Linked DNA regions of Mus musculus: all the other regions are linked to region 2. The links are chromatin contacts, called in public HiChIP or PLAC-seq and promoter capture Hi-C maps. All regions are on one chromosome and are shown on one strand. The core of a region is the stretch at or near the end of the contact, and the rest is flanking DNA. Distances in the headings are between cores, read along the strand shown.

Evidence for each region. Promoter capture Hi-C pulls out the DNA fragments that hold promoters and counts their contacts. HiChIP or PLAC-seq counts read pairs in DNA pulled down with a chosen protein or histone mark.
Region 1: an H3K27ac HiChIP or PLAC-seq map of embryonic stem cells shows a contact between it and region 2, with 4 times the contacts expected there. The contact joins the promoter of Gnl2 here to the promoter of 2610028E06Rik in region 2.
Region 3: a contact with region 2 is called in an H3K4me3 HiChIP or PLAC-seq map of embryonic basal ganglia, with 5 times the contacts expected there. The contact joins the enhancer-like site here to the promoter of 2610028E06Rik in region 2. A contact is called at or near these places in 11 of 115 datasets of contacts at active chromatin or transcription factors (SST interneurons, astrocytes, differentiating embryonic stem cells and 2 more) and 1 of 9 other capture datasets (embryonic stem cells).
Region 4: a promoter capture Hi-C map of pre-B cells shows a contact between it and region 2, with 8 times the contacts expected there. The contact joins the promoter of Meaf6 here to the promoter of 2610028E06Rik in region 2. A contact is called at or near these places in 4 of 39 promoter capture datasets (the C10 cell line, cranial neural crest and pre-B cells), 1 of 15 datasets of contacts at CTCF or cohesin (large pre-B cells), 6 of 115 datasets of contacts at active chromatin or transcription factors (embryonic basal ganglia, embryonic forebrain, embryonic stem cells and 2 more) and 1 of 9 other capture datasets (embryonic stem cells).
Region 5: an H3K27ac HiChIP or PLAC-seq map of SST interneurons shows a contact between it and region 2, with 9 times the contacts expected there. The contact joins the enhancer-like site here to the promoter of 2610028E06Rik in region 2. A contact is called at or near these places in 2 of 15 datasets of contacts at CTCF or cohesin (the NIH/3T3 cell line and large pre-B cells), 9 of 115 datasets of contacts at active chromatin or transcription factors (SST interneurons, embryonic basal ganglia, embryonic hindbrain and 2 more) and 1 of 9 other capture datasets (embryonic stem cells).

Annotation. Positions count from the first base shown.
Region 1 is chr4:125,028,627-125,031,328 of GRCm38.p6, reverse strand. It overlaps Gnl2 (guanine nucleotide binding protein-like 2 (nucleolar)), which reads right to left and starts at 1,315. Exons shown (of 16, transcript NM_145552.2): 1 at 1,135-1,315. The coding sequence starts at 1,198.
Region 2 is chr4:125,920,985-125,923,684 of GRCm38.p6, reverse strand. It overlaps 2610028E06Rik (RIKEN cDNA 2610028E06 gene), which reads left to right and starts at 1,282. Exons shown (of 6, transcript NR_015560.2): 1 at 1,282-1,608; 2 at 1,717-1,812.
Region 3 is chr4:125,323,276-125,325,975 of GRCm38.p6, reverse strand. No RefSeq gene overlaps it. Among named protein-coding and RNA genes, the nearest start is that of Gm32696, 11 kb to the right of the region's middle. Within about 2 kb of position 1,260, at least 3 of the 459 cell types and tissues checked have an H3K27ac peak or open chromatin away from gene starts, as enhancers often do. A contact at or near this core is called in embryonic basal ganglia, where this site is marked.
Region 4 is chr4:125,083,730-125,086,429 of GRCm38.p6, reverse strand. Meaf6 (MYST/Esa1-associated factor 6) reads right to left here and starts at 1,269. Exons shown (of 8, transcript NM_001374123.1): 1 at 1,164-1,269; 2 at 170-285. The coding sequence starts at 1,253.
Region 5 is chr4:125,188,706-125,191,405 of GRCm38.p6, reverse strand. All of the region lies in intron 2 of Gm32611 (a long non-coding RNA gene), which reads right to left. Among named protein-coding and RNA genes, the nearest start is that of Gm40244, 28 kb to the left of the region's middle. Within about 2 kb of position 1,300, at least 40 of the 459 cell types and tissues checked have an H3K27ac peak or open chromatin away from gene starts, as enhancers often do. A contact at or near this core is called in SST interneurons and embryonic stem cells, where this site is marked.

The DNA of each region.
Region 1 (2,702 bases), core at 66-2,565, 890 kb after region 2:
TTTCAGCTGTTGATAAACTTAACCCCTGCTTAGAAACATCATCACACTAATCACCAACCAATCCCAAGTGAATCTTCCAAATGCATGGTATTATGTGACTTAATACAGTTATAAAAGATCACAAAGTAACGCAGCAACTTTCCTGCATGTTCTCCTTTAGTACTGCTACATACACAGTACTAAACATTATACGGATATATGTGGGTAGATGCCTTGAAGGCCAGAGGTATCAGATTCCCCTTGGAGTTGAACTTCCAGGTAGGTGAGAGCTGATTGAACTGGAATTGAACTCTGGTCCTCCTGCAACAGCAGTACGAGTGAGCTCTTATTCTCCCCATGTTCTCTCCAGTCTCTGAGTGTTTTCATCATTTTTTTAAAAAAATCTAATCAAAACCCTAATTATGCAAATTACAAGGAGATACAGAAGTCAGCTATCCTTGCAGCCTTACGGAGACAAGAGTATACCTAATTTTTCCCCCCACCAGTTTGAGACAGTCTCACTATGCAGACCAGGCTGGCCTCGAATTCACAAGAGATCTGTCTGTCCTGCCTTCCCAGTATTGGGAACTACAGGGATGCGTCACCAAGCCCCTCTATGACTAACCCATATTTAAACACAGTTTTAGTAGCTAAATCAAAGTGGGAGGGACTCCTCGAAAGCCTGTTTTGTTTGCCCTGTAGATGGGAATTTCTCGTATCTCAAAACCACCTCTATTGAAATCACTATATTTACCTGAAGTGTTGCTTATGCATGGTCTGATTCCACGGTCAAAGCTAAGGTGGCACGAATGCTATGGTTAAGGGTAAAATGCCACCTGGGCCAACCTACTCCACTCTGTGTCTTCAGTCTGTACCCTGTAGTCCAGATAGCCACTAACTCGTGATCCCCTCTGCCTCAGCTTCCTAAGTGCTGGGATGACAGGCATGTGCCAGGACTCCAGGACCCTAGCCCACTTTTAACTTGCCTTTCTCTACACCTCCTCCTGAGAGGCCTCGGGGCTGCCAGAGGCTGGCGTGACTCATCCCCCAACTTTAGAGCAGGTGCCTAGACCTCGGGTCCGCCGCCCAGGCCGGAACGGGCCTTCCTCCGTCCCCGACGGCTCCTGCGGCCTGGTCCCGCCCGGTCCGCCGTACCTGGGTTGGTGCTGGCCGCCGAGCGGTTGATGGTGCTCCGTCCTTTGTACTTGGGCTTCACCATCCTGACGACAGTACCGACACCGCTCTGCTACTCGCGAGGTAAACCACTTCACGACTTCCCAGCCGGGAAAGCGTCCTGTGTGAAGCACGTTGGACCCTGAACACGCGCGACGTCACTTCCGCTCGCGCTACGCGACTTCCTGAGAGCGCGCGGCGCTTGCCTAAGGCTGACCCGGCTCCGCCTCTGTCCTGCTCCCGCCTCCCCCGGGTCTAGCAACCGTCAAGCGTCCCTTCCATAGCAACGTCCAGGGCACCGGGCAGTCCTGGGTTTAGTGAGAAAAAGAGAGAAAGAGAAAAAGAGAGAAGCCTGTTCTCGGCCCAGTGCATGAGCTGATGGGAATTTGCCCTCTGAACCTTTCTAAAAGTGTTCCAGCAAGAGCGGGCAAATATCAGAACAGGTCATACCTGCCTTTAAATTTTAGGCTGGAGTAGAGCAGTTTTTAGTAACAACAGACTTTGGATTCAAGCCTCAGCTTGAAAGAAAGAGAGAGAGACAGAGAGACAGAGAGAGAGACAGAGAGAGAGAGAGAGAGAGAGAGAGAGAGACAGAGAGAGAGAGAGAGAGAGATTTTAAATTCTCCAATGGTTTATTATCGCAAAGAGAGACAGATTCAAACTCCTTCCAATCCCTACAAAACTTGTGATCTGGCTCCGTTCCTCTGACCTCATTTCTCCCTCTTCTGACATTTACACTGAATGTTGCTCTGTTTGATCACACATTCCCTGAATCGGCATCGCTGGTTCCTTCTGGTCAGTTCCTGCTCAAATATCCTCTATCCATAGGATTGCAAACACTAGCAAATTCATCAGCATGGTGACACACACCTATAATACCAATGCTCAAAAGGCAGAGGAAGGAGTTCCAGACTTGTCCACATTATATAGCATGACTTGTCTCCAAGAAGGTGGAGGAGTAGGAGTAGGAGCAGGAGGAGGGGGAGGAGGAGGAGGAGGGGGAAGCAGGAGGGGGGGAGGAGAACATCAAGAAAAAAAATACAAGACAGTGAAATTTGAATTTCAGGTTAAAAATAAATAAACACACTTTCTAGCTTATATTCCAATCATCGTTTAGGATAACTTAAAGGATCTAAGGAAACATGATATACTTGAGAGGCTAAGGCAGGAGGATTGTCACAAGTTCAAATCCAGCTTGAGCTACATAGAGAGACCCTACACCAAAAGATTTTTTTCACTGTTCACTTGTTTTTAAATGGAACTACATTCTCTTGATCTATCTGGCAGCAGCTCCTTTGGCAGAAGTATTTGCTGAGTTACTGATTTAAGTCAGCCACTCTCTTCCTGTTATTCCATCCCACCTCACTTCACGGCACATGCCACTACCCGAAATGACTCTGTTCACAAGAGCATTGGCTGCTTTCTTGGGTCTAGGCCATAAGCTTAGGAAAATGGAAATCAGGTACGTTATTCACCTCCGTGTCCCCAGAACGTAACAAAGCTGAGTGTGTTGGCATGAGCCTCTAACCTCAGCATTTGAGGTTAGACTA
Region 2 (2,700 bases), core at 33-2,532:
CTCTAGCTGTCTGTGTCCACGGGAGGACAACCGATTTACTCCTTCCTGAAAACAGTGTCCTCAGCCCTAGGACAGAGACAACGGCATTGTGACCCTTTGTGTTGTGTTGGAAGACCCAGTGAGGTGAGAGGCTTGCAGGTGACGGATGAGGCTTGAGGCTCCAGTGTTCCCTATGCACTGCTCCTTAACTTCCTACGTTCATTTTTTATTCAACAAATGTCGATGTGAAACCCTGGGCCCTGGCTGGTTGCCAAGGATACGCACTGGCTGGGAGGGCTGCTGGGTGTGAAGGGCAGGGCTGCATGGGATGCTCAGATTTTCCGTTCACATGGATGGGATGCTGTGTTGGCTGCAGCGCTTTCTCCTCAAGGAGATTATAGCAGCTACTGGTTTCTATGGTCTGTCTGTCTGTCTATCTGTCTGTCTATCTATCTATCTATCTATCTATCTATCTACAAGAAGTTATCTTTTAAGAAAGAATGATGAATGATTACCAGGGCTGGGGACTTGCTGCTATAGGGGACTGTCTTAACTCCTGATAGCCCCATGACTCTAATCACACCTACTGGGCAGCTGGAATGATGGAGCAGTTGATCCGGGATGCTCCAGTTGCCACTGCGTTTCTGTGAATTCTAACACACAGGGAAGAAGAAAATGGGCCTTGAGGAATTGGATGGCACTTGACTTTACCTTTTATTCCTCCCCGCCACACAGTTTCAACACATATATTTGTATACTATGGCTAGAAGTAAACTTTCTCATTGTACAGAAAGGGAAACTGAGGCCCTCAGAGGGCTAGGCTTTATTAGAGTCTTTCAGCTAGATAGTAGCAGAGCTGGTGTCTACATTTGGGTCCCTGGACCTTGTCCTTGTCTGCATCTGGCAAACTGGAGCATCATTTGGCCGTGCGAGACATCTTCCCCATCCTTTGCAATCAACACTCTGAGCCTTTGCTTCCCTGAGGTCAGGGCTAGGGTGGGCTGATCTCCACTAGGCTGGGCTGAGGTGGGGGTGTACGGTGGGATGCAGGGAAGAAACGGTTCACTTCAGAGGCACTCCCTAGTTCAGATGTATCTTCTAACTTCCTCAAGTTTCAGGCCACACAATTAAGGCCTTGCTAATAAGCCATCAGTCTTTGTCCCACAAAGAGCTCGGCAGGCCTCCCTCCTCCTTTGGGAGGGGATCAATGCCTTATCTCAGCTGGGCCTCTGTGCTGGGAAGGAGGGAAATGAAAGCACTTAATTAAGGCGCAGAGGAGCGGAGAGGGAACCAGGCCACGCCAGACGCATCATCTCTGGGTCCTGGTATTCATCCCCTTCCCGCCCAGCCCCGCCCCTGAAGACAGCATGCAGCTGCAGATTCCAGGGAGACTGCTGCTTAGGGGGGCCTACTGAAGCCATAGCCCTGTGTGAGGAACTCAGGATGAGAAGGTGAAGATCAGAGACTCTCAGAGCCCACCTACAGCTTGTCCCCACGAAACCCACCCGACTTTTCCCTGCCTAGTCCACTCCACCACCGATTGGGTCTGGCCCTGGCTGTGGGCAGCGAACTGGAATCTCGAGCTGAGGGAACTCTGCCATCCCGGGCATGGATTTCGTGTTCTTTCAGGTAAGAAAAGCTTTCTTGGCCTCATTTTCCTCTTGTGAATGGAATGCTTCTTCATGCTTCAGCAGGGAAGGGGCTGTGTGTGCTCAGCCATCCACAATTCCTCTCTAGGTCTTGGATATAAAATGCTTTCCGGAGGCCCCGTGCTTGAGCACATGATCACCAGCGGGTGGCGCTGTTTTTTCGAGGCTGTGAACCATACAAAAGGTAGGGTCTTGCCTGGAGCGGCGATGAAAACCTTACCTCCTAGAACTTTGCAAAGTTGGAAGACTCAGTTACCAGAAAGAACCCTCTAGCCTGTGTGAATTCTCCCTCTCTTACGCGAGTCTCTGTCCTCTGTGGGCCTGCCTGGTGCCTTCAGAGACCCCGCTGCCTCTGACCTTGGAGAATCCCTACCACTGGGGCTCCTGTTTAACTCTAGCCTTTCACATCCATCCCTTGGACAGCAGGGGGCACCTTCTTAGTTCTGCGACTACCACAGGGCCTGCCTGCATTGCGGAGGGCAGATAATAGAGGATCCATAGAAATCTCGTTCCGCTTCCCTCGCTCTGGCTGCTGCGTCCCATCCTCCCAAGCAATTTCAGCGCAGCAGGAGCGCAGGTTGGAAGGCATTTTTTGTGCAATGGTCACACCCAGCATTGCCCTGCTTCTTTACCACCCAAGGGGACAGGAGTAGAGGGACGGAACAGGATCTCTTCCTTTAAGCACGCTAGGCAAGTGCTCTGCCACTGAGCCACATCCTCAGCTGGATAGCTTGAAATCAACTTGGGTAAGAATATTCACACCAGGGCCTTTGGCAAGTGCTATAGATGACTACTCACTGTCGCATCTGTTTTCCAGCACACCACTGAAGTGGGCAACACTCACCCTGTGGGCATCCTTTATTGAGGGGCTCAGACACTGCTGGGTATGAGCCAGGTGGTGACACTCATCCTGCCGGTGATCCTTTGTTGAAGAACTCAGGCACCACTGGGTAAACTGTCTTCCTTTCTGGTCCCTAGTTGACAAGGACATTTTCCTTCTCCGTGGCATGGCCAGGCCTCTGTTCGCACAGTGATGGCTAGCCAGTGGATACATCCTTGTATTGGATTTCTG
Region 3 (2,700 bases), core at 11-2,510, 600 kb after region 2:
ATGTGGTGTCCCTTGAATGATAGCCCAGAATTTGACACAGCTGCAGGAAGAGTTGGTGGCATCATCTAGAACTGACCCACTTCGGCACAAGCACTTACTGGGTACCTCCTGTTTGCCTGTCTGGTTCAAGGCTTTGAGGTCCCATCTGTGAACAAAGCAAGTTCTCTCCAGGAGGACAGAGGGCTGGAGCACTCTGCCTAGCAAGAACAAGGTGTTTTCAGCGAGAAGAGGGAAGGTGAAGGTGGTGAGGGGAGTGAGGGGATCGGCTGCCCTTTTGCTTGGGAACTTAAAGAAAACATGGTTTGCAGAAGAGATGTCTGAATTAAAACTTGATAGGCAGGAAGGAAACCTCTGAGGGGCTTCCAGGATTAAAAACAGACTGCATGATGGGAAAGATGGTGTAAAGGGAAGGCTAGCATGCCAGGAACGGTTCTCAAAGGATCAACTCAGGACAGTCAGTGGTCTACAAGGTTGGTTTAATCAAGATCACTATATTTGTTTGTAGAATACAAAATTCTTATTTTCTTTAAATTTTTTCTTGGACAAAATATTTGTATCCACTCATAGTGTGCACAGTAAGACTTAGGTGCATTTAAACACCGTGAAACAATTAGATCATGTGAGGTCCTCATCTCACAGACCTGCAGTTTACTTCAGCTGTTTTCAAGGGTGCATGCGGTATGCTCTTACCATCTCCCCTTTCTGTACACCCTGTCTCTAGAACTTACCCCTTCTCTCCAATCGAAGCTCCATCCCCACAGACATGAGCTTGGGAGATGTTGAATTTCAGTGACAGATTCCTTTTACTTGTGAGGTATTCCCCAACTCTGTCCATGTTGCTAAAAATGTAAATTTCCTTTTTAAGACTGAACAGTATTACAGAGGGGGGAGGGAGAGGGGGGGAGGAAGAGGGGGAGGGGGAGGGAGACTATCATTCACATTTTCTTTATCTACTCACTTGCCAGTGAACGCTTAGGTTGAGTCTGTGTTCACTACAGTGAACGTGGGAATACACAGAGTGATCGCTTCACTGTGCTTAATTCATTCCTTTGAGTATATACCTATAAATGGTATTGCTGGATAATGCTCTAATTCTGTCTTTATTTTTTTTTTCAGCAAGAGCAGTATCAATTAAACTCTTGTAAACAACGGCCTAGAAGCATCCCCTTTCCTCCAGATCCTCACTAGCTTCAGTATCCTTATCCTCTGAATAAAGGCCATTCTAACAGGCCTGTCCCACCTCATCATGGTGATTATTTGCATACAGTTGGTAACCATTTGAATATCATTAGTAGTGCTGGGGTTTTCGATTGGTTGCTGGTCAGGATAGCTGTTCAGCCTTGCTGCCAATGTTTTAACTGGATTGCTTGTTTGCTATTCATCTGTAGGAACTCCTTCTACATGGAATTCCAACCCCTTACTGATGTGTGGTTTGCATATCCCTTCTTCCACTCCTTAGATTTTTTTGTTCTTCGGGTGGCTGGTTGTTTCCTTTGCTGGGGAAAGCTCTTTAGTTTGATGTGCGGTCCCTGTATCTCCTTCCACTTTGGTTGTATTTTAAGGTCGAATCCAAGGATTTTTGCTTTGAAAATGACAGGTGAGCTTCCCCATTGTCTTCTAGTAGCTTAGGCTTTAAACTACTCTGCATTAATTTTTGTGTGTGACAAAAGATAAGGTCCTTCTTCAATCTTTGCCTGTGGGGAATGCTGTGTCCCCAGCACCATTCACTGAAGAAGCTTCCTTCCCGGCTTCACATCCTGGCACCTGTGTGCCTGAGTGCCTGGATCCGTTTCTGAGCTCTCAGCTCTGTCCATTGGTCTACCTGTCGACTTTCATGCCGCTGCCTCGCTGTTTTATTCCTGTAACTCTGCAGCATAGTTTGAAATCAGGAAGCGTGATGCTTGCAGCTTTGTTCATTCAAGATTATCCGCATGGTTCAGTCTTTTGGGATGTCATACACACAAAGGTTGAAATTGTATGTGAATTTCTTTTGTCATTCTTTGAAAAGTATCCCTGAAGGTTTTAAGAAGGATCACATTGAATCCTCAAGTTGTGTGAATCTATAGCCATCTAAAAGCTGTAATTCTCAATCTGGAGAGATAACTAAACACATAAAGTGCATGGTGAACCCACGAGGACCAGAGTTCAGATCTCCAGAATCCACATCAATACCAGGTGGGCATTACTCCTCAGAGTAAGGTGGCTACTGAGAAGAGCCATATCGGAGAGCTCTGAGTGTGACTGAGGGAGCCTGCCTCAGTGGGCAAGGTCAATGAGTGATCAAAGATGATTTCCTGCATCAACCTTAGACCTCCGTGTGCACCCACAAATGTGCAAATGTACATACACACATGCACGCACATACACAATACTCTCTTTCAGGCATACATACACACACACATTCATACTCTCTGTCTCTCTTTGTCTCTCTGTCTCTGTCTCTGTCTCTGTCTCTGTCTCTCTCTCTCTCTCTCTCTCTCTCTCTCTCTCTCTCTCTCACACACACACCCTGGAAAAATAATACACAAATACTGATGATCTTTCTGCTTGTGTTTCTTTAATTTCTTTCATCAAAGATTTGGAGTTTTAGTGCATAGGTTTTTCTCTTAGTTTAACTTACTCATAAGTATTTTTGCTTGCTTTGTCGCTGTTGGAATTGCTTTTCTGATTTTTTTTAAGGTCCTTCCCTGACTCCTGTCT
Region 4 (2,700 bases), core at 20-2,519, 840 kb after region 2:
TTTTCTTCCAGACAGGGTTTCTCTGTATAGCCCTGGCTGTCCTGGAACTTACTCTGTTGACCAGGCTGGCCTCGAACTCAGAAATCTACCTGCCTCTGCTTCCCAAGTGCTGGGATTAAAGGCGTGCACCACCAGTGCTCAGCTAATACTACTAGATTTTGACACTCACTTTTGATTGGTCAAATACCGATCCCAGCCACGGATAATATTGCCATACATCTGAGTGTCTTCCAGGTAGCTTCCTTCAAAAGCATATATCTGTCTCTCCAAGTTTGCAAGTGTTTCCTAGGTGATGAAAACAGGGACAGGGAAAAACAAGCATTAAGCAAACTGAAATTCCGTCACAGACTTGTAAAGTCAAGCTTACCCACAATGAACCATTTCTGTGGAAGTGTAGGGGTGATGGACCCCTTTATAAATAGAATGAAATGTATAGTCTATCCTCAGAAAATGCACACACATGCAAGATTTTGCATCTACTTCAGAGGCAAAACCTAGCTGTCACGAGCAGGGATGAGACAGACCGTGAGCTGTCTCCATTCTCACTCACTAAATGTGTTGCTACCAGCAGCGAGAAGGGTGAACAGCTTTTCAAAAGCATCTCTTCTACATCAACTGCTTCCTCCCTGCTAGCTCTGGAAGGGCCGCCCGCAGTGGATGCCGGTTGCTATGGAAACCTGGAAGGGCAGCTTCAGGTGAGCTTTGCCTCCCGGATGCTCGCCGTAAAAGGCGGGAGCCTACAGGGCAGTCAGCAGGGTGCCGGCGGCTCCTGGTGCGCGTCACCAATCCAAATTCCCTAGGCTGCGTCTTGGGTCTCCCGCCAGCCCCGTTCCTTGGCATCCTCAAATACACCACATTCCCCGGCCATTGAAACGCGCCGCCCATGGAATCCATCGTGCATCTTCTCCAGGCCGGGGTCTAGCCGCCTCCTTTCCAACCGCTAACCCGACCTGAGCGTCGTCCCCGCCTCCTGCCTCTCGCCCTTCCCGCGCCCTCACCGCCCCGCCCCGCCCCACTGAGCGCAGGCCGGGAACCGCGCCGCCGCAGGGAACCGCGCCGCGCCCGGCCGCCCAGAGCGCCCAGACCCTGGCTGCCCGCCGTCCTCGCCTCCGGAGCTGCCTGCGAGGCCAAGTGGGGACGGCGTCCAGGCCTCGGCCACTCACCGCCAGCTCCTGCTTCCGCTTAACCAGCTCGGCCAGCTCCCGCCGGGTGTCTGGGATCTGCGGCGGCGCCGTCTTGTTGTGCATCGCCATGTTGGGCTCAAGCGGCGGCGGAGGCGGCGGCGCGCGACCAGTAGGCGGACCCTGCGCACTGTCGCCGCTGGCCGCCAGGGGGCGCGACCCCCCACACCGCGCCTGCGCGCGCGGCTTCCGGGGAAGCTGGCCGGCTCAGCGCGCGAAAGCCGGCGCGGAGAGGCGCTTGTACGTGTGGGACCTTCCTTGCTGCTCCACTGTGGGCCTCTGAGCTTAACAGACACCCACAGACATTCACTACATCGAGAACCCAGCTGCAGCATAGGCCTGTTGAGTATTCCATATGTCTCCCGGCAGACGAGGTCCTTGCAACACCACCCAACTGCAGGTGGAAAACCTGAGCAAGGTTCCGCCCACCAACCGGGTTGCAGAGAAGATCCCCAAACCAACATCTTGCTGGGTTTAGCACAGGCAAGCAGATCTCCTGTTGTACGTGGTTTGCCGGAGGGGAAGGATTATGAAAGAATTAGCTTCTATCTTCAGATCCAGAACTGTATCCAGGCTGGTATTGAACAGAAACAGACCGTGAGTTTATCGTCCTGCCTCTGCCTTCCCACTGCTGGGATTCCATGTGTTGAGCATGCCCGCTGTTAATAGGTGCTGGGGATGGATCTCAGGACAGACGAAGCAAGCACTCTACAGGTACACCCTGAGCCCACCTCTGCATTCTCAGTGCTCAGCAACGTCACTCGTAGTTTAGGTGGCGTTCTTTGCCCCCATGGGTGGATGTCCTTGGGTTTCTATGCCCTAGATGTATATTGTTCAACAGGTATGAGAAATTCTCAATTTTCTAAAACTCCTCTTGCCTAATTTTCTCTCTCACAAACCTCTTCACTAATCTCTTGTTCCTCTCCAGTAGTACATGCCTATAATTCTAGCACCCAAGAGGCCGCGGTAAAAGAAGCAGGAAGGTCAAGGTACTACATAGTATTTGGGCCAGTAAGACTATATAAGACAGTTTCACCACCACCCCCCAAAAAAGAAAGTCAAGGCTGTAGATGAAACTCAGTTGGTAAAATATCTGCCTAAGCCCAAGCTTGCACAAATCCCTGAATTTGAGTCTAGCATCTCTTCCTTTCCTGCCAGCCTGGCCCACAGAAGAACCTCCCAGGGCCAGGCATGGTGGCACATGTCTTTATTCCCAGCACTCAGGGGACTCGAAGACAGACAGGACAGCTGTTTTGAGGGGGAAAAAATCAAGATGAGCCTCAACTACACAGAGAATTTGAGGCTAGCCTAGGCTCAAAAAAATAACAATCAGACCTTGGAAATTTTCTTTTTATGTCTATGAGTGTTTTGCCTGCATGTATGTCTCTGTACCATATGCATGCAATTCCCAAGAAGACCAGAAGACATCAGATCCTCCTGGGACTGGAGGAATAGTTGTAAGCTGCCATGTGGGTGCTGGAGATTGAACCAGGGTCCTGGGGGAGAGCTCTGATCCATC
Region 5 (2,700 bases), core at 51-2,550, 730 kb after region 2:
CCTGCCCCTCAGCCTCTGAAACTCAAAGTTTCATCAGCTCCTGATGCTGCAGCACCTCCTCTGCAGTTGAGAAGCCGAGCCATCTGCCGCCAGCCTGGGGCTGTCAGGAGGGAGCCCGAGCCAGGCGAGGCGAGCGGGCGGGCGGTGTGAGCTGGCTTTGAGATCCTCTTTTCAGGAAGCTGCTGCCTCTCCTGGCAGGCAGGGCTGGGAGAATGAGCTGTGTCAGACCCCATCCACCTACCAGGAGGGCCCAGAAGGTCCTGACACCACGTGATTGAAGCTCAACCTGTCAGCTCATGCCAACGCTAGAGGCTGGAGGCCAGGCCCAGGCAGAACGGTGTAAGGCCCTGGCTGGGACCTTGAACCAGGTCAAGAATTTTCTAAGTGCACAGTGAAGGGAGCCAGAGTTAAAATCTTCAGGTCCTTCTAACAAGGGGGGATCCAACACTTTCTTCTGCACACATGTAGCATTTAAACAGACAGGCACACATATATAAATAAAAATGAGGGGAGAAAATGAGTAAGTTCAAGGTAGGATATTTTGATGCCCTCCCCTACAAAACCCCTGAAGCATTCTGTGCTATCTTTCCCCTGTTATGATATCAAAATAACATTTGATTTTTTTTTTAATGACACAAAACGTTCAGGCTAAGAAAGGCCATGTACGGTGGTTTCTAGAGCCAAGCTGTCTGGATTTAAATCTGGCTTTGGGCACATCACCTGTGTGCTGTGCCTCAGTTTTCTCATCTTCAAAATGGACATGAATATGCCAGCGTATGTCTTCACAAGGTGGCTAGGAACAGAGGTAGAATAAATCAAGTACTTAGAACAAAGCCTGGTACAGAGCCAAAGCCCACTGAATGTCAGTGTGTGTGTGTGTGTGTGTGTGTGTGTGTGTGTGTGTGTGTGTGTATGTGTGTGTGTATGTGTGTGTGTATGTGTGTAACAGGGTCTTACTGTGTAGCCCAGGCTAACCTCAAACTCACAAACTCATAGTTCTCCAGCCTCAACCTGACAGATGGGTCTGGAGGTATACACTACCACACCCAACCCATTATCCTTTTGTAAGATTGAAATATCTGCTTCCTGGATTTGGGGCTCAGAAACATCTGGAAGAGGCCATTCACTGAAGGTAAAAGGTTTTACCCTTTCTTAGTCCTAAGTCCATAGTTGGAGCAACCCAGCCTCTGACCAGGGATGTGGGAGGAACCAAGGTCATTCCCTTGTCAGAAGCAATCCCAGCATGCCTCTGTAAGACAACAGCATGAGCCCATGGAGAGGGGAGGAGCATCCACAGAGCTCTAGGGAAAGGAGTTAGTCACTAAGGAGGGGCAGAGCACAGGACCCTCCTGGACATGCTTCCTGCCCCACAGTCTTGCCACCAGGAGCAATGGGAGGATGCTAAGAGCAGGGAGGGGAACACAAAGGTCCCCAGGGGGCCCCAGTTGGGCCAGAGGAGGAGGCTGTGTGGGACACCAGGTTACAGGGCTAAGGTGGAGGATGCTCTGGGCTCTGCCTTCAAGGAAAGGAAAATCGTAGTTTTATCATCGATCTCAGTTTTATCATCGATCTCAGGCTGGCATAGTACTTACGCACTCAAACAAGGAGGGCTATCTCCCTGAACGACCACCAGGTTGCCTGCCTGTGTGGAAACAGCTCTTTGAAGCCTGTCACAATCCAGGCTGGAGCTAGGGACTCCCTGCTTGGAGACCTTGAGCCTGTCCCACCCTCACTTGCCATGGTGACGTTCTTCCAAAACCACAGAACTGGGAAAGGAAGAAGATACATCGCCACTGTTTACTGTTGAATCCCCTAGGGTACAAGAACAAGGGGAGCAGAGAAGGCAAAGACAGGGTAACGAGAGACAGCGACAAGGGACACTGGGGGCTTCCTAGCTGCAACTTCAAGTCTCCCCTCTAAGGAGCACCCCCACAATCTTAGAGTTCTCTTTATGAGCCTGCAGCTTTGAACAGGTTTCTGTCCCTCCAGCCCAGGTGTGAAGCCTGTGTTCCCCTTCTCCCTGACTCTATTAATCTTAAAAGCCATCATTAATTTACTAACAATGTGTGCATCTGTGCCTCGTGTGTCCTGTTTCCAGAAACAAAAGGTAAGGAAGGGGCTGGGGAGCCTTGCTTGAACAACACAAATGAATTCCTCTGCCCATGGGGCCTCGTTTTACCTGATTCTACATTCAAAGATACCATCCAGTGGCCAAAAGCAATTAAAAAGGAGCCCTGATCATCCCTGGAATCTCTCAAAGTTCCCAATCCCTCTCCTCTCCCTCTGCCTTTCCCTAGATTCTCTCCCTAAGCACCTGGCCCAAGTACATTTCTCCTCTGTCCTCCACAGCAGTATGGAGGGAAGTGTGGCTAAAGGCTTTTAGCTTGCTGCTGCTGCTGCTGCTGCTGTATCCTTTTTCCCTTCCCACCATTCATAAAGGAATTCCTACAATTGACAGCAGCTACCAGGCCCATCCAACCTTCTGACATCATTGTGTGATGATCTACAAAGGCCATATTCACTATCCTGGGATACCTGCAGTCCTGGGGGGGGGGGCACAGTTTGAACATATCTATTGGACCATTAGTTCCAGCCCTACCCTTTGGCCATGTCTTTCCTTGGTCTCACAATTTTGGATCTCTGGAGTCCTGAGTAGCAGGCTCGGAAGATAATTCTTAGAGGGTTGTCCAGGGCACAGGG